5 separate regions of the Mus musculus genome follow, and regions 1, 2, 3 and 5 are each linked to region 4. A link is a contact called in public HiChIP or PLAC-seq and promoter capture Hi-C data. All regions are on one chromosome and are shown on one strand. The core of a region is the stretch at or near the end of the contact, and the rest is flanking DNA. Distances in the headings are between cores, read along the strand shown.

What was found. Promoter capture Hi-C pulls out the DNA fragments that hold promoters and counts their contacts. HiChIP or PLAC-seq counts read pairs in DNA pulled down with a chosen protein or histone mark.
Region 1: a contact with region 4 is called in a promoter capture Hi-C map of hippocampal neurons, with 4 times the contacts expected there. The contact joins the enhancer-like site here to the promoter of Ate1 in region 4. A contact is called at or near these places in 8 of 39 promoter capture datasets (the 3T3-L1 cell line, 3T3-L1-derived adipocytes, cranial neural crest and 4 more) and 4 of 115 datasets of contacts at active chromatin or transcription factors (embryonic forebrain, embryonic hindbrain, embryonic stem cells and 1 more).
Region 2: a promoter capture Hi-C map of hippocampal neurons shows a contact between it and region 4, with 3 times the contacts expected there. The contact joins the enhancer-like site here to the promoter of Ate1 in region 4. A contact is called at or near these places in 5 of 39 promoter capture datasets (the 3T3-L1 cell line, 3T3-L1-derived adipocytes, frontonasal cranial neural crest and 2 more) and 2 of 115 datasets of contacts at active chromatin or transcription factors (embryonic stem cells and stem cell-derived neural progenitor cells).
Region 3: an H3K27ac HiChIP or PLAC-seq map of acute myeloid leukemia shows a contact between it and region 4, with 4 times the contacts expected there. The contact joins the enhancer-like site here to the promoter of Ate1 in region 4. A contact is called at or near these places in 2 of 39 promoter capture datasets (the 3T3-L1 cell line and hippocampal neurons), 6 of 115 datasets of contacts at active chromatin or transcription factors (acute myeloid leukemia, astrocytes, embryonic forebrain and 3 more) and 1 of 9 other capture datasets (adipose tissue).
Region 5: an H3K27ac HiChIP or PLAC-seq map of stem cell-derived neural progenitor cells shows a contact between it and region 4, with 6 times the contacts expected there. The contact joins the enhancer-like site here to the promoter of Ate1 in region 4. A contact is called at or near these places in 2 of 39 promoter capture datasets (3T3-L1-derived adipocytes and hippocampal neurons) and 3 of 115 datasets of contacts at active chromatin or transcription factors (astrocytes, large pre-B cells and stem cell-derived neural progenitor cells).

What each region holds. Positions count from the first base shown.
Region 1 is chr7:129,777,131-129,780,729 of GRCm38.p6, forward strand. All of the region lies in intron 1 of Gm33323 (a long non-coding RNA gene), which reads left to right. Among named protein-coding and RNA genes, the nearest start is that of Gm33398, 14 kb to the left of the region's middle. Within about 2 kb of position 2,166, at least 48 of the 459 cell types and tissues checked have an H3K27ac peak or open chromatin away from gene starts, as enhancers often do. A contact at or near this core is called in hippocampal neurons, where this site is marked.
Region 2 is chr7:129,964,916-129,968,334 of GRCm38.p6, forward strand. It overlaps Gm4265 (predicted gene 4265), which reads left to right. Exons shown (of 4, transcript NR_046077.1): 2 at 1,933-2,312. Among named protein-coding and RNA genes, the nearest start is that of Gm4265, 4.5 kb to the left of the region's middle. Within about 2 kb of position 1,501, at least 28 of the 459 cell types and tissues checked have an H3K27ac peak or open chromatin away from gene starts, as enhancers often do. A contact at or near this core is called in 3T3-L1-derived adipocytes and hippocampal neurons, where this site is marked.
Region 3 is chr7:129,758,467-129,762,087 of GRCm38.p6, forward strand. No RefSeq gene overlaps it. Among named protein-coding and RNA genes, the nearest start is that of Gm33323, 4.4 kb to the right of the region's middle. Within about 2 kb of position 1,620, at least 84 of the 459 cell types and tissues checked have an H3K27ac peak or open chromatin away from gene starts, as enhancers often do. A contact at or near this core is called in acute myeloid leukemia, adipose tissue and pro-B cells, where this site is marked.
Region 4 is chr7:130,518,003-130,521,161 of GRCm38.p6, forward strand. It overlaps Ate1 (arginyltransferase 1), which reads right to left and starts at 1,578. Exons shown (of 12, transcript NM_013799.3): 1 at 1,354-1,578. The coding sequence starts at 1,459. Gm4275 (putative uncharacterized protein ZNRD1-AS1) reads left to right here and starts at 1,589. Exons shown (of 4, transcript XR_869987.2): 1 at 1,589-1,843.
Region 5 is chr7:129,799,276-129,802,960 of GRCm38.p6, forward strand. No RefSeq gene overlaps it. Among named protein-coding and RNA genes, the nearest start is that of Gm39095, 9.7 kb to the right of the region's middle. Within about 2 kb of position 2,411, at least 48 of the 459 cell types and tissues checked have an H3K27ac peak or open chromatin away from gene starts, as enhancers often do. A contact at or near this core is called in stem cell-derived neural progenitor cells, where this site is marked.

The DNA of each region.
Region 1 (3,599 bases), core at 916-3,415, 740 kb before region 4:
CATTTTACCTGTGAACTCATATATTATGCACAGTAACTCAGAACCTTTATCATCCCCACTTCACAGATTAGAAACTGAGGTTTAAAGGGTCTGGGCTGCAGTCGTACAGTAAGTATTAGACCCTAACGCCTGTGGCTCCTCAGGCTGAGTATTAGGAACTTAATCACTCTATTCTCCATCCTTAAGAGGAAGGCATTTTCAAAGCGCTTTGCCTTGAAAATGTTAAGGAGAGGACCTGAAGCGGGCAAAGGAGCCATGTTGGAGTACCTGGTGGAGTGAGAAGCAGACATAGAGGGAGACTCACATGCATGAAATTGGTAAACAATGGATAAGAGATAGCCTATTAAACTATTAATCAAAGAGAAAAGGCACTACTAAAGAAAAGGCCTGTGACTAAATAGCCATACAAGTGACAAAGATGTCCAGGGAACTAACGGGACAGAGAATCAGGACCATAGTGTTCCAGCCAAACTCGAAGCCATTCAACTTCTCATTGTAAAGTGTGGCCAAGGCTGGGATGTCATTCCATGGGTAGAGTGATTGCCGAGCACATACAATGGCCCAGTTTGATCCCCAGTATCCCATATGTCAGGCATATGGGGGTAATCACAACACTTGGTGTGGGGGTGGGGGAAGGTGAAGCAAAAGTGAGCTACATCAAAGCCAGCCTGGAATACATGGGATTCTGCATCAATTAAAAAAAAAAGTGTATCCGAGTATTTCCTATGAAGCTACTATGAAAACGTAGCAAATAGATTTCTTTTCAGACCTGCTCCCTTCCAAGTTACTCAGTTGTGATAAGCATTTTCCAAGAGACTACTGTGCTGGGAGCCTGTAACTCCTGGAGGTCTCTGCAGATACAGGAAGATAGCTGAAGTATTTTCATAAGAATTTCTGAGTCAGCTATGGAGTTCAGATTGTGGAGTTCAGGTTCATTAGCTGTCTAACCTCAGGCAATATGCTGGTCCATCCCTGTCCAGAGAACCAGGATACATTTATGGTACCGAGACCTAATGAGAAGCCAGGTCCATGGCTCAGCACTCCTGATAAGTGGCTTGCTCCATTAAGTCTGGCTTTCTGGGCTCCTCAAAAGGTGTCATACTTGGGTACACAAGGGAGCCTTGGCAAGGGTGAATTTGGTCCCCCTTCAGCACAGATGTAATCCCATAAGCTTTGAGGACAGTATTCAGGTGGAACAGAACATGAGATGACATCAGCCAGGCTCGGTCCTAACCACTCTTTGGTCCTCTTAGAGCTAAGACAAGAGCTCAGAGTGGAGGGTTGGGAACATGGCTCAGCTGGTAGAGTATGTACAGAGTCCTGGCTTCACTCCCCAGTACCACATAAGCCAGGCATGTTTGCTCCTGGCTGCAATTTCAGCATCTTGGGGTTGAAAGCTGGTGGATGAGAAGGTCAAGGTCATCCTGGGCTGTATAATGAGCCCAAGGTCAGCCTGAGATTCAGGAGAGACCCTGTCCTAAGCATGGAACAGGGTGGAGTGGCTTCCATCCCATTTGTAACTGTTAAACCTGCACCTCTTCCCAGGCTCCTGTAAAAATGATCCATCTTTCCACTAGGTCTTCCTGAGGAAGAGCCATGCAGAATCTTGGCACCTTCACCCTGCCCAGAATTGTGTGGTGTCGTCTAGCAAAGTCAGAAAGGATGTTCAAGACAGGCTTTTGTTCTGCTGGGAAAAGAAAAATCTCTCTTCCTTTCTGCACGTGGCTACAGCGAGTTGCAGTTCACAATGCTGCCAATTTTAACACGTGCCTGGGCACACCCACAGGCACACACACACACACACACACACACACACACACACACACTCACACATACGGGTCGATCCTCAGCCTGGCTGTCTCTAAAACAATCCATGTTCAGCACTCATTGTTAATTATGAGCGGGTGCACCGATCACCAAATGGCACTGATGCTGAGCCCTCGGTGGCTGTCCCTGTCAGTCTGCATCACCATGACGCAGGTTGATGAAATCATCTGGGCAAGGTTAAGGCAAGGCCTCCACTGTACAACATTCTGCGTAAAACAAACAACTGCTTGCTTTTGAGACCTGGCAAGGAAATGAAAAAGAAACCCAAGATGCTCTCGGCTTCTGTCCTGGTTTCTAGGCAACTGGATGCTGGGTGCAGGAAGGGAGAGGGGCTTTCTTCTGGTGCCAGACAGTATTGATAGACAGTGGACTGCTGCTCAGTGCCAAGGACCTGGGGAGGGACAGAGGAAGCCGGAGCAAGCCTCATTGCCCTAATCAACCGTAGCTTGGCCTGCTGGCAGGGAGAGGTTGGAAAATGAGTGGATCAGTAGGGGGCTGGGCAGAGGGGAGATGCTTTTCTATCCTTTATAAAGACAAGAGGCTGTATTACAAGGATTGTTATCCTGGCAGCCAGAGATGAGTATGTCATTCAGAGGAGATGAAGGAACCTGACAAATGCCTTCGGAAGGCTCTTCAGGGATGGCTTGGCTGAGTCCTGGTTGTGGCAAAAGTGCACAGGAACGGTCAGTGGGATGGGGCATTATTTCATTCAATACTATCTAACAGGATCATCCCAGAGTCCACTGTGTGCCAAGCACTTTGTAAGCCCTGAGGATCTAAGAAGGAAGGAGAGGCCAAGCATCCACCATCAGCTCCCCTCTGTTGCTACTTTGGCCAGTGTTGAGAGGTCCAGGAGATCTTATAGTATAATGAGTGACCTAGGACTCCTCAGACAGATTAGGGTTCAAACCTGAACCCTGCCACTTACAGAGAGCGAGTAGTACTTAAACTCTCCAAATGCCCCTTCTTATCCATCCTAGAACTGTCTGGAACCAACACCAAGAGCAGGCGCATCATTTCCAGCAAACTACTAGTTTTCTGTCTTTTGTCCTGGGTTTCTCTGGCGACAGAGAAGAGTCTGTCCCAAAACGGTGAGAAACCTCAAATGGGTTTGATATGCAAGGAGATTCCCCGGTTTTTGTCTTACTGAATTCCTTAGGGCACTGCAGGGCAGTAATGGGTGTGTATTACAATGCCTATACATTACAAAAGCACAGGTCATACACCCTGAGCAGTCAATGTAGACTGCGGGGCCTAACCTAGTATCCTGGGAACTAGCAGTTCTTCTGTGAAGAAAAAACAAAACAAAACAAAACAAAAAAAAACAAAAAACAAATGTAAGTGAAGGAAGGAAGGTTACAGGTCAGAAGCAACGGGATGCACATGCCTAGATCCCCTGTGGATCTAGAGTTGAAGAGACAATTATCTTGTCCCTGCCCAGCGTTTCTGTGGCCTTCTCTCAGCCAGGGAGACTTCTTGAGTGGCTCTTGGGGTACCTTGTGGGTATGGTTAGCCTTCTGCCTTCCAGCTTGCATTTCTTTGGTCCATGACTGTCCTGACTCATCATAGTCAGCTTGGGCATCCCATGTTCAGCAAAAGCCACTGTTCTCCCAGTGCCTATTTCTCCTGCATCCACAAAAATGCATCATAAAACAAACAAGCAGAGAAAAAAAAAACATAAGCAAACACAGAGAGGAATCAGTGTCCTAGTGTCATCCCTGGCTACTGACCAGCTGTGTGGGCAAGTGCCTTTAGTTCTTTGAGTCTTAGCT
Region 2 (3,419 bases), core at 251-2,750, 550 kb before region 4:
ATATTAGCACTAGAGGTGATAGGAGGATTCCAGGTTTGAGGCTAGCCTCACATACATAGCAATCTGGAGGCCAGCCTGGGCTATGCGATCATGTCTCAAAAATAAAAACAAAAGACAGAATTCTCAAGTTTTTGGAAATCAAGAACAATTGGTGAAGGCTCCAGGTGGCTCCCATACGTGCATGGGCTACCAGACCACACACTGATCGATATGAGGCTCTGGAGATGAAAGATAAATGAACTTATATTTGTTTATGTCTGTCTTCCTTCTCTAGACAGCAAGGCCAGAGGTTGGTAAGGTTTTTTTTTTTTTTTCTATGAAGAGCCAGAGAGCAAATATATTAAGCTTTGTGAGCCAAGAGGCCACATACTTTGCCATTATAGCATGGACCCCACTAGGCAAGTATATAAACTACCAACATGTTCAAGATGAGTGGGGGCTGAGTCTGGCCAGGGTCCACAGGTTGCAACTCCACTCTTGGAGTAGGAACCTAGTCTTCTTTGCCTGGAGCCCCATGTCTGCACAGTGCTTGCCAGATGGCGTCTGGTTGAGAAACGGTGAGGGAGTGGTCACAGTCCTTGCCTCAGGGATACACATTCTGGTGCAGTGGGGAGGAGGTGAAACAGCAAACGAACATGATGTAAGAAAGAGGCCCATGTCCCTTGTGTGTGTGTGTGTGTGTGTGTGTGTGTGTGTGTGTGTGTGTGTGTAATGTCAGGGGTCAGGGTGCCCGGCAGAGCAGATACAAACACAGGACTCTCAGTTAACTTTGAATTTGGGGTACACGGTGACTACAGTACTGGAAACATATGCTGGGGTGACAACTCAGTGGGTAAAGTGCTTGCGGGACGAGCGTGAGGACCTGAGTTCAGATTCCTAGCACTCTCAGAGAAAGCTGTGCCTGAAGGAGTGCCTGTAACCTGAGCACCAGGAAGCAGAGACAGATGGGTTCCAAGGGCTCCCTTAAGAGAATCCTGAAGCTCCAGACACAACCTGGAGCCTCAGAAACAACAAGGAAGTAGAAAAATGATAGAGGGTGGTGCTCAGTGCCAACCCCTGGGTTTAGTGGCCACATGCATGGGAGTGTGTACCTGCACACATGCCAAGTACACGTATACACCACCCCTCACACAAAATACACGTGGTCCAACTGAAACTCCTATTTAACTACCTACCATCTGAGCAGGAAATTCAGGGAAGTTCCCAGGACTGTGAGCTGTGAGAGGAGAGAGCAGGTACCTCGAAATGAAAGAAGCCAAAGAACTTGAAAGGCAGGACAAAGTGAGTGCCACAAAACCGACACCCCAAGAGTTAGGGGTCACTTCTCATTCGGGCCCAGGTGTGGCTGTGGGGATGGATGGGCCCACAGCCAGGCTGGAGATAGGGGTACAGCTTTGACCCTGAAAGAAAGGGTCAGACTCAGTCCTATAGTTAACAGCGAAGGAGACAAGGTCCCTAAGCAGAGAAGTGACCACTGCCAGCGGCCAGAGGCTCATGATCACAACAGTACACAAACTCTCCCATGAGATTCACAGCACATTAAACTCTGGCCTGATTTTAACTTTCCCAGGCTCTGTGGATTGGATTTTCTTCATTATGAAGTTGCTTTCGGGCTGGTGAGATGGCTCAGTGGGTAAGAGCACCCGACTGCTTTTCTGAAGGTCCAGAGTTCAAATCCCAGCAATTTCATGATGGCTCATAACCATCTGTAATGAGATCTGACACACCCTCTTCTGGTGTGTCTGAAGACAGCTACAGTGTACTTACATGTAATAAATAAATCTTAAAAAAAAAGAAGTTGCTTTCACACATATCCACATGCACATACAATACAGTTCAAGCATATTCATATGTTTGTATGTATACTTCTCATATATTTACATGCATATGCACACACATTAGTAGACACATATTAATCCATGTCTTTTGTAGGGCTCTCCTATCAAATCTATTCCGTAAAAAACTGAAAACTGTCTCTAAAGCTCAGAAGAGAGATGGACAGATGGAGGAGCTGTTGCCTGGAAGACAGCCACAGACATCATGTGAGTGGGAGGGCATATAGAAGGGAGAAAGGTAGCCAAGAGAGGAACTGGAAAGTACCCCAGACTGGATGGGATGATCAGAGGGGATAGTTGAAATAGATCAAGACAGATTTGACAAGGCAACTAAAGGAGAGAGGACAATTTTGCTCTGGGATTTAACCAAAGAGGAAGCATGGAGAAAGAATCACAAGAAGACCGAACAAGGGCATTGAACTCGCCAGTGTAATCACCGATGCCTGCCATCCAGCCGCTGTCTGCATACGGATGAGGGTGAGAGGTTCTGAGCTGTGTAGTCTCAGATCTGTTCTATTTAATACATTTGATTATTGCCACGAGTGAAGACATTGTTCATTATCTGAGTTAGGATTTCTATTGCTGTGAGGAGACATCATGACCATGATAACTCTTATTAAGGAAAACATCTAATTGGGACTGGCTTACAGTTTTAGAGGGTTAGCCTATTGTCATCATGGCAGGAAACATGACTGTATACAGGCAGACATGGTGCTGGAGAGATAGGTGTGAGATCTATGTCTACATCCACAGTTGTCATGACACAGCAAGAATGACACTGGCCTGGCTTGATCTTCTGAGATTTCTAAGCCCACTACCCAGTGGCATACATCCTTCAGCAAGGCCATATCTAATGGTGCCACTCCCTATGGGTTTTCATTCAAACCACCACACTCATGAAGTCAACAAACATTCTGTGAGCATGTATTCTATACCAGGCACATCCTATATTATGACTCTGTAAGTCCCAGAGGAGATAAAGCATGAAGCATTGGAGATTAATTCTGATGGAGGGAGCTTGTAGTTGTTTGGCTGAAAATGGCCCTCATAGACTCACAGGTAGTGGCACTTGTAGTGGTCTTGTTGCAGTAGGTGTGGCCTTGTTAGAAGGAGTGTCACTGGGGATATGCTTTGAGGTTTTAAATGCACAAGCCAGGCCCAATGTCTCTTTCTTTCTGCTGCCTGTTGATCTTGATGGAAGTTTGCTCCTTTTCATTGTACATCTGCATAACACTGGCCACTAATAACTACTAGTCAACACTAGACTGTTTTGAAATCTCCTCTGCCAAAGCTGTTAATCCAAAATTCTTCAATGCAGCCTCAGGCAGACTTATCAGACAAGGGCAAAAAGTAGTCACATTCTTCCCCCAAAATATCACAAGAACTGTCTCTATGCCACATATTAAATTCTCCTTCTCTGAAACCTCTTGAGCCAGGCCCCCCACAGTTCAAATCACCCTCAGCGCCACTGCCCTCCACATTCTTACTAGTATGGACCGTTAAACCCCAGCTTAAAGCATTCAAACGCTTTCCTAATCCAAAATCTACATTCCTCCAAACAAAAACACAGTCAGACCTATCACA
Region 3 (3,621 bases), core at 370-2,869, 760 kb before region 4:
ATTTTTTTTTTTACCATTCAAAAATGTTATTTCAAGGCCACTTCCTGTCTCCACATTTTCAACATTCTTGACAGTGGTATGTTTTCATACTGTCCACAACAGTGCTTTGTAGACTGAACAGTGTTTGGTATGTTTTATTTTTTACACACTGTCCTAGTTGGTTTCACCTGTGTTTCATAATTAATTGAATGTAAGGAGCCAGAGTCTTGACAGAGGGCATATGGGGAATGGGAGCATAGGACATTATTTTTCAGCTAAAAGTATGAAGGTCATACCTTCCTTCTTTCCCTTTCTGGTCATCCAAGAGCCTCAGCTGCAGAAGTATTAAACTGTCTTACGAAAGTCACCAAGGCTATTTAACTACCTTCCCACAGCTTAAATAAAACCACCAAAATTCCCTCCCTGTGCAATCACAACACAGAAAGCATACTCTCTGAGAGATGGGGGTGACAGGCAGTGCCCATTTCTCTGTTTTCCTTGCACTTACCCATCACATCCTCTAACTCACGCTGATTTCTCTAGGGGCAGTGGGGTGCAATGTGCATTGTATCTGACATGATTTTATGCCACTTTTATCAACCCTGGTCAAGGATAGAAGACAGATTCTCGAAGCCTTGAGAGTGATGGGGATTTTAATTGATTAGAAAAAAAATTAAGCACAAAAACTGTGCTCAAGTGTTTGCAATCATGTGTTCTTTTTAGAAGTTTAGCATATTAAACTGACTTGGTACCAACAGAAGCAGAGTTGACAGTTGGATTTAGTTACTACGTTCTCTGTGAAAACGTGACTGTCTGGAGAGTGGCTCAGCCTTGACCTTGCCATCTAACAGGAAACATAACAGGATGGCGTGAATAAGACCCTAAAGGTCCTGTAGCTGCATCATTGAGACCAAACCAAAAGCCCAGCCCCTGACCTCTGGACTGAGACTTCCAGAATGGTCCCCAGGAGAGTAGTCACTATGGCAGCTTTTGTTTGCCTTCAAGTAGGATGTTTTGAGACTCCAGCAAGACATAATGGTAATCTGTATGTCAAATGTTCAACTCCAAATTGTTCTGTAGGTTTTCTGCTGGGTGCAGAAATTCGAGCTAAAGGTGAAGCCTTCACTCCCTGCCACTGGGTTTAATAGCAGGACCGCATACACAAACCCGTTTTATTGATGATAGGCCCCAACTTTTCCCTTCTTGAAACATGAGTCACTGGGGCATGGACCTTATATCATAAGCAGAAACCAGATACCCTTAGAGTCAGAAGTATCTCCAACACTAATTGGATTAAAAATCACGAAGCGTGCTCGCAGACCGAGGCATTCAAATCAAATTAGCCACCATCTTAGTTTTTAAAAAGAAAGAATTAGTGCCTTGTGTGTACATTATCATCACTAGTTAATGAGAGAGCTAGCATGACTGGAGCCGCTCCTGTTTCCGGAACTCAGATACCACAACATGCCCTCTGCCTTCGCTTGCTTTTTTGTTTGGTTTGGTTTTTCTTGCAAAAGAAGAGCTAGAAAACTGAAGTGCAGCAAACGCCCATCCTCTTAGGAACTACATCAGGAAGTCCTTATTCTCAAAAGAGGAAGTGGAACCACAGGGAGGTTTAGAACAGTCCCAGACCTTTCAGTGGCTTGGCAGCAGCTAACTAACTAACACTCAGGGGTCCTCACCTGCAATGCCTTATGGACCTGAGTAACTCTGCCAGATGCCCTTTAGATGAAAGGAATGTGACAATTCTTCAAAGTAGCATTGAGAGCCTGAGGCAGCCCAGACAAAGGCCTGGGCCTTGGGCAAAGCAGAGCTGAGAGATTATCTTGGCCTCAGAGGAGCAGGCAACAACCCCTCACCTCCTTACAACTATCCACTTGAAAAGGTGGAAGGAAAGTCAAGGCCACACTAACCCCAGAAGACAGACACTTCCCAAGGGAATGTGAGAGAGTGGGGAAGACCTCAGTTCTTCAGTTGACAAGCAGAGAGACACTTGGAAGTGTGCTTTTCTACAAGGGTAGATCAAACCAAAGAGTTGCAAGAGGCCTGATGAGCTGACTTCCAGAGGAAAGCCAGCTACCCACTCCCTGGAAGCCAGCCAGTGAGCCCGTGAGCCAGTGACCCTGTAAGCCAGTGAGCCAGTCAGTGAGCCAGTGAGCCAGCCAGTGAGCCAGTGAGCCAGCGGTCCTGTAAGCCAGTGAGCCAGTGAATCTGTAAGCCAGTGAACTTGTAAGCCAGTGAGCCAGTGACCTGTAAGCCAGTGAGCCAGTGAACTTGTAAGTCAGTGAGCCAGCCAGTGAGCCAGTGAGCCAGTGAGCCAGTGAGCCAGTGAGCCAGCCAGTGAACCAGGTTAGCAGCTGCCCTTACAGAAAAGGGAGTAGTCCTTGAGGGAAGAAAAGTTTAGTACAGGACAGAGAGGGCGGAGCACTGCAAAGACTGTGTGGGCCAGTGGAGGGATATCTAGAGAAGCCCCAACAAGCTGTTCAGTGCAATGGTTCTTCTTACAGCCACATAGATCTCAAATTTCATTAGGACACAGCAGGGGAGAAGGAGACTGGAAACAGGCCCCTGAAACATGTGTTATGAAGCATAGAGTTTAACCAAAGAAGTTCAACACATTTAAAGCTGAATCCTATCTAAACATCCTTTAACCTGGCAGTGACCAGATGAGAAAGGTGTTGTCACAAAGAGAAATAGAAAGCATTCCACTGATAATATATGCAAGAACACATGACCCATGATTCATTTTTTTAAAGGGTGTTTAACTCCTCTAAAAGTGAATTGTTCCTGGTGAGTGAGAGATAGTGCTGTCTTAGTGAGCATGCTGATACACATGTATGGCTGTAATCCCGGCTTCTGGAGGCTGAAGCAGAAGGATTCTGAGTTCAAGGCCAACCTAGGCTATACACCAGGACTCTGTCTCAAAAAATGAGTCAGGGTGGAGAGGTTATAATACACAGGAGTAAAATGTACCCAGCACAGCTCTAAAGCAGTAAATCACAGTAAAGACTCTAACCAAAGGAGCCGTGAGACCCACTCATAGGCCCAACAGGAGCTAGGCAAGCATTCACGGTCATGAATGGTGAGGGTAGATGCTGGACAAAATGGGATGAAGGGAAAAGCTGGATGGGGAAAATTTATTGATATGGGGAGCAGCCTTTTACATTCTGGCAGGGATCCCAAAAAATGGAGCCAGTATCCTGAGATATTAGCTAAGGGTACCAGAGAGGAAGAAGTAGTTGGGTTGTTCATGGTTTTACCTGTTGAGCCATATGAATTCATTAATCTGAATATAAGTTCATATTGGACACGGGATGGGCAAACGTGCTTTCCTTCCCAAGAGTTGTCTAGTAAGGTTCCTCAGAAGGTCCTTTGATGTGTGTATGTGTGTGTCTGTCTGTCTGTGTGTCTGTGTGATGTTTATGTATCAGGTATCACAGGTAGGAGACAATTGCCTAATCCAAGGTCACAAGAATTTACTTAGGTTTCCTTCTGAAGTCTGTAGCATGTCTAATATTTTTTTAAAAGACAAGAAATTTGCCTTTTTATTTCATGTCAGCTAGGAACCCAACTTCCTTTGTTTGCGTGTGAATGGACTATCTTTTCAGCAATGCTTCTTAAAATGACTTTTCTTCCTCAGTC
Region 4 (3,159 bases), core at 328-2,827:
GTAGTTCTGAGGCCACTCAGATATAACAAGAGTTCCTACAACAGTCACCCAACAGAAGAGTGCCTTACAGGAAAGACGAAAACTGAAATGCTGGGAATTTATAGTTATCTTTCTAGATGATAAAACTGTTCTTCAACAAATCTTGAAGCACAAAATATTTATATTGTCCAATTTTCTCTAATACGAAATTACTAGGGGTAGGGGTAGTAAGGTCCTCCCTATTAAAATATGTTTCAGTCACATAATACTGGCAAATATTATAGTCAGAATATAAAAATTCTGAAAAAGAATAGTATCTCTATCACTCAAAGTGAGCCACTGTCATTTGATGTGCTTTCTTGGCCTTATTTGGGCTTTATTGGACCGTATTCCTCTCAGCTGTCACGTGTACTCGGCTGTCATCTGCATCCTGTTTATTTAACCCTATGCTCCAAGCGTTTTTTTCACTTAACTGGTCTTCGTAATCCGTGCATCTAACGATTGTATAACTGTCTACCCAAGGCCGCGGTTCACCTAATAATACACTTTCTCCTAATAAACACTTTTAATGCATCCATAAACCAAAATCCCGTGCACAGCCAAACCACTAAACTGTCTTTCAAAACGGGTAAATCTCTAACCTAAATTTATAGTCAAGTTACCTTGCTTCCACCTGCAGGATTATTCTAAACCATCCATCCTAGATTCTGTATTTGCCGATCATGACACGGCAGACAATAAGTACATATTCGGCTTACAAACAAATCTTCCGTAAGAAACCTGAATCCTAGCCCGGTGGTGATGCACACCTTTGATCCCAGACCCTCGGGAGGCAGGGGCAGGCGGATCTCTGAATTCCAGGCCAGCCTGGTCTACAGAGTGGATTCCAGGACAGCCAGAGCTACACAGAAAACGTTTGTCTCGAAAAGCCAGAAAAATAAAATAAAATAAAAAGAAAAGAAACCTAAAGCCTGAAGGAACACCGTTATTACGGTCTTCAAGATGGATTGGCACAATGACATGGTATAAATCCCTGATTTAAAAAAAAAGTCGAGCAGGTATTTTATCAAAATATCAAGCCGATCTCGGTTTCCAGTACGTTCTCCCAGACACTTTCTCCAAAATGACAGCGAACAGGTGTGCACGCACACGCCCCTCTACACATGCAGCAGGGGGCCTCGGCTGCCGCGGGGATGGATGCAGGGCGGCCGTCAGCTCCCAGGAGCCTCCCCATCTCCCTTCCCGTCTCCCAGAGCAGCCGCTGAGGGAGCAAGGGTGGAGGACACCCGGCTCTTCACGACGCTCCCCCAGGCTGCGGCCACCCAAGACCCTCACAGAGCCCGAAGCACACGCCCGCCGGCCGAGCTCGCTCACCATAGGAGCGACTGCCCAACTTGTTCTTGCAGTAGCCACACTGGAAGGAGGTCTGGCCCTCAAAATACTCTACAAGGCTAGGTGAAGGCGCGCTCCAAGAAGCCATGTCCGCGACCCCGCCGCCGCTGCGCCACCCAGTCCTACGCAGCCGCCGCTACCGCCGCCTTCGCCTCCACCACCCCACAATGCAACGCGCGCGCCTCCGAAGATCGCGCGAAGCCACTCGAGTGCTCCCGGGCTGGAAGGACCGGACGCCCTACGTCACTGACGCCGCCCGCGCCATGTTGACTGCGGGCAGCCGTCCGCTAGTTCCGTTCCTCCTCTGTGAGGGGCGGCTACCCCCTAGGGAGGGCGAGGGCGGGAAGACCGGGATGGAAAGGAAGCCGGCTGAGGAGAGACCAATGGGACCGGGAAGCTGGAGTCGGGTGACCAACGGCCTCAACCCGCGCGGCAGGCCTGCCAGGACGTAGCGAGAGCCTGGCTGAAGCCGGTAAAGGCGACCTGGACGGCGGGACACTCACCACACGACGTCTTGCCCTCCCTGGACTCGCAGTAGCCGCAGTAGTAGCCGGCCTTCAGGCCCTTGTATTCCACCACCGAGGCCATGGCCGCCGCTGTGGGCTTGAGGAGCGGCCACGCCTCTCAGCGCGGGGAACCTCGGGGAAGGGCCGAGAGCGCGGGGGTTGCCGGGTTCGCGGCTCTCCGCCGATCCCCGGTCAGGCCACTGGCCGCCAGCCTGGGTTGCAGGGGTGCGTCTCGGAACCCAGTGTTTAGTGGCCAGCAGGTTACTTGTCCAGTCAACAGCAGTCCTTGTCACTGACGCGATCTCTCAGCCCGCTTTACAGATAGGGAAACTGAGGCTCCAGGTTGGGATTCACCCGGTCATTTGCGCTCTGTAGTTGAAGGTTAACCTCGAGTTCTGCGCCTGACCACCTGTGAGGAACGAGGAGCCGGAGCTGGCTTGATAGAGAGGGATCTAGAATCCAAACAACTCTGCTAGAGCGGAATGTCCAATGACGAAGCGACACTTTCCTCTTTTAAAGGGAGTTTTAAATATCACTCAAAAAGAATTTTTAACTCTTCAGGCTGAACATTTACATAATCTGAATTCACTCCATGGGTCTCCAATTTGCAAAGAACGTGTTTTAGGGAATGAGGTTGTGAGGCAAAGTGTAAAAATAAAGGCATGCTCCTACCAAGATAATATTCCTTAGCTTTCTCCTCTGCGTACACAGATGTTTAAGTCTGTCTGGCATAATTTCCATAGTCGACAATATGGTGAATTCCTTTTTGCAGTGTCTAGAAAGTGCAATCAGGAAACTTTTTTTTTTAATTATGTTTGTGGGTGTTTAGCCTGCAAGTAGATATGTGTACAACCTTCATCCAATGCTGGAGGCATCCAGAAGGCATTGTAGACCCTGAAACCTTGACGGGCAGACAATTCTGAGCCACTCATGTAAGATTGAAAGGATGGAAAAATACAGCCTCAACTCCAGCCTCCTAAGAAGCCCTAAATACCACAAATTCCAGACCCTGCTCCCTGCCAGTATACAGGTAAAAGGTCACACTTCCGTGCTGTTCCAGGGCCCGCTTCCTGTATGGAACTAGGTGAAAGAGCATTAAGACAGACCCTTGAATACGTGATCCTGGCCTAGTAAGATAACAGGAGGAGAGGAGCTGACTAACTGCTTATCTAGCAACTGTAAAGTGCTTGCACAATGGAAGGAAAGATTACACACTGAAAGAACTGCGTGGGGTCTTGATGCTATGAAATGATTGGTTTGCGAAACGCAGGCTTTGTTGTAA
Region 5 (3,685 bases), core at 1,161-3,660, 720 kb before region 4:
CTTGGCAAAAGGCAGCGGAGGGGGGGGGGAGATATACACTGCCAAAAGTTGACTGATAAAAGAAATATGCCTTTATTCTTAATCTCTGTAACCAAAATGAAAGGGCTAAGAGAAACCAGGAAATATAACAAATGACAGCTATTAATTTAGCGGAGGTGTGATTTGCATAGTAATGTCGGAAGTGTGTTGTTGATTATGGCATCGGCTCTGTCATTACAACCCTGAGAAATGTGCAGAGCCCTGTGGCACCTCCCACCATGAACCCATCTAATAGCAAAACAATCTTCAGGGAAGACGTTACTCCATCTTCCCAAACTCACAACACTAATCAGGATATTCTCCCTTTTGAAAGAAATAGTTTTTTCTTACAAGTGTGCATCTGGGGGACAGCATTGGAGAGTAGAGGAGCTTGCGGCCAAGCCTGATGACCAGAATTAGAGCCCTGGAACCTACCTGGTGAAAGGAGAGGAACCACGTCCACAAGTTTGACCTCTAATGACCTCACACACCCCAAGACACAAATGTGTGCCCACTCACAGACATATATAATAAATAAATGAAATAAGCCATCTGAAACAATATATATATTCACTTTATTTTTGCTTAAGATGCTATTTTTCTAACATTCACTTTTTATCGTGGTAGGGAGGTGAGTAGGCACATGCTGTGGGGTGTGTACGGAAGTCAAAGACAATTTGCAGGAGTCAGTTCTCTCTCTCTTCTCATCATGCAGGCTCCAGGGATCAAACTCAGGTTGTCAGGGTTAGCAGCAGGCACCTTGCTATCTGAGTTCCCTTGCTAGCCCAAGCCTCATATGTTATGAACCATCTCCCCCTCCCCATACATACGCACATTTAACTCACATATTGTGGAAGTAGCCACTGGGCTGCCAGTTCTAGGACCTATGCCATGTGACCCTCCTCAGCTGCTGCCTAAAGAGATAACAAGTGGAAATTCTAGAAAAGAAGCCTGAGAAGAAACTACCAAGCTAGAAGCAATAAGTCAGGAAAAAGACAGAACTATAAATAAGGGCTGAAAATTCTAGAAAAAAAATTTTTTTTTAATTTTAGTTTAATTCAATTTGGAGGTTGATTATTTTTCAGCTTTTCCATATTAAACGTGTTTGACCCACAAGTTCAGGGGCACACCTGCTTAATTTTTTTTTCTTGTGCTTTGTCTTTATGGCTTTTGGTTTCCACCTTCCTGTTTAAGGCATTCCCCCAAACCCCCGTCCTCCCGGAAGTTGTGTGTGATTGTTCTCAGCTGGGTGGGTTCACTGCCTCCCTCCCTCAGTCTGTAATCCTCAGCTCATATATCTCCGAACCTCTGCTGTGGCCGCTCTGCTTTCTCTTGTCATCTCTCCCTAAATATTTTTATTTTATTTGACAAACGTTTATAGAAACTAGCAGACACCCTAGGCACCAGCTATACACAGCATGGGGATGATTGAAACAGGCTCCCCGCCATCCCAAAGCATCCTGGTTGGTTTATACTGGACTAACATCACACATACTTTCAGTTTTTGGCCAGCATTGTGGGTGTCAGGGGTGAAGCTGTGTGGGGTAGGGGAAGAAAATGTCCCAGGGACTCCCTCCATTCCAGAGCCAGTGTCAACTGGAAGGGGGTGTACTCCAATGATCTGTTCCCTTAACCTTGCTTACTATAGCACAACAGAATCAGCAGTGATCAGCCCTGGTACTAAAGATGGAGAAACTAGTGTAAGACTAAGATTCACAAATGCTGGATGGACTCTAACACAGTACCTTTCTTACACAGTCTCTATGGTAGGGCTGTTTGTTTGTTTGTTTGTTTGTTTGTTTTAAGATTATATTTTCTCCCCATCTTCCTCCTTGAGTGCGCACGCATGTGGAGGTTAGAGGCCAACTTGCAGAAGTTGGTTCTCTCCTTCCACCATGTGGGCATCCCAGGCATTAAACTCAGGTCTTTGGGCTTGGCTCAGAGCACCCCTACCCTCTGAAACATCTCCTTGGTCCTCTAGGGTACTTTTGGTAAACCAGGAACTTTGCTCTCGGGTGCTGCAGTTCATCTTGCGAGGGCTCTACTCTCTGGTGAAGCTCCCTGGTTGCCATGGCATGGCTCACATTTGGTGCTAAGATCTATGTATTCGGTGCTTGGTTCCTAGCGTAGCTATGTAAGAGATGGTGACATTTTTTAAGAGGCAGAGCCAAGTGGGAGGTCCTTGTAGAAGAACCTGGGTCCTCCTGAGGACCAGCGAGCCAGAGAGCTGTGCTCACAGTGGCCTGAGGATGCTGTAGCCTGGGTGGATTAATTTGCAAGAGAGGAGTAAGGGATTTTCAAGGCACTGAGCCAACAGCCAAGGTCCAACAACATCCCCCCTCCCTCCTTTTTTTCTACAAAGAGCTCCATTCAATGAGTCTCACAATTGAACTTCACTGGCATACTTTCCTTACTTGGTACAGGGCCAAGGCATTTCCCCAAGGAGCCCTGGTCATGTCAGAGGTGGCTCGGAGTTGGTGAAAAGAGATCTGGGTTTAGTGGCTAGATAGTCATTTTATTACATGTTTTCCATTCAGCTGGCCAGGGGCTTATCTTCCCTTTAACTGTATTCTGCTCCAGTGTTGGCGGAGAAACAGGGGAGTGTGTGGGCCATATGCAAATGTCACACAAGCCTGTGCTTCTAAATCCGAAGATACCCCCCAGGTCTGTTTTTACCTTGGGGATAAGTACCTTGTGATATAGCCATTACTGTAGCAGAGTCATGTGCTCATGACCTGACCTAGTTAATTCCACTATAGGGTCTGAACTATGGGGGAGGGGGGGTGATGAGGGAGGATAGACTGATATGCAGCTGGCCAGAAAAAAAGTCTTTTGGGATTTTCAGCACCTTGGCACTTTGTCTTTTATCACCTTATCCATAGGGTTTAAGGGTAATTATGCTACCTACCAAAAAAAAAATCTAAATGAACCTCTTCTGTTATTCTTAAAAGCTCTTTCAAATCAGATTCCAAATGTACAGCTCAGCTTTTGGCTATGATCAAGACTACAAAATGACCTCAGCAGAAGAGCGGGGCAATCCGTCAATCATGTACGCTGCACACTTCAATAGCCGTGCCAACAATAATAACAGTGTAGGTGGGGGCTTCAAAAGCCTGCGCTTCTTATATTAAACTCCCTGTAGCACTGTGGGATTAAGATGAGTCAGAGAGTAAAGCAGTTTGTATGTTTGTGGGATTCTTCCCTTCAGAAACACTTGGACTGGGGTGAAGCGCATCCATATGTCTGTGAACCAAACTGCATCCCCAGGAAGCAGGTACTCCCCTTTAGCATCAATCCTCAGTTAGTGGACATTTCCAGTGACACTCTTGCAAGTTATTCCTGCACTTCCACAGGCAAGACTGGGAGCAAATACTTCCGCACTGCTGAGGAGCAAGTATAGTTAGATCCTGAAGGAAACGGAAAGGCATCTGTGTGTTTGCACTGCCCCCAAAGCAAAGCAAACCCCTCCCAGAGCTCTTCCTAATCTGATACCAAGCTGTGACAGTCATAGATGGAGATAGTCCCTTTGTAAAATAACAGATACTGCGGGAGAGCAAACAGCCTCCATGTGTTCTTCAATGATAGCACTTTCAAAAATAAATGTCATGCGTGTGTGTACGCATGCATGTGCCAGTGCATATGTGTGTGCACACATGTGTGTACATGC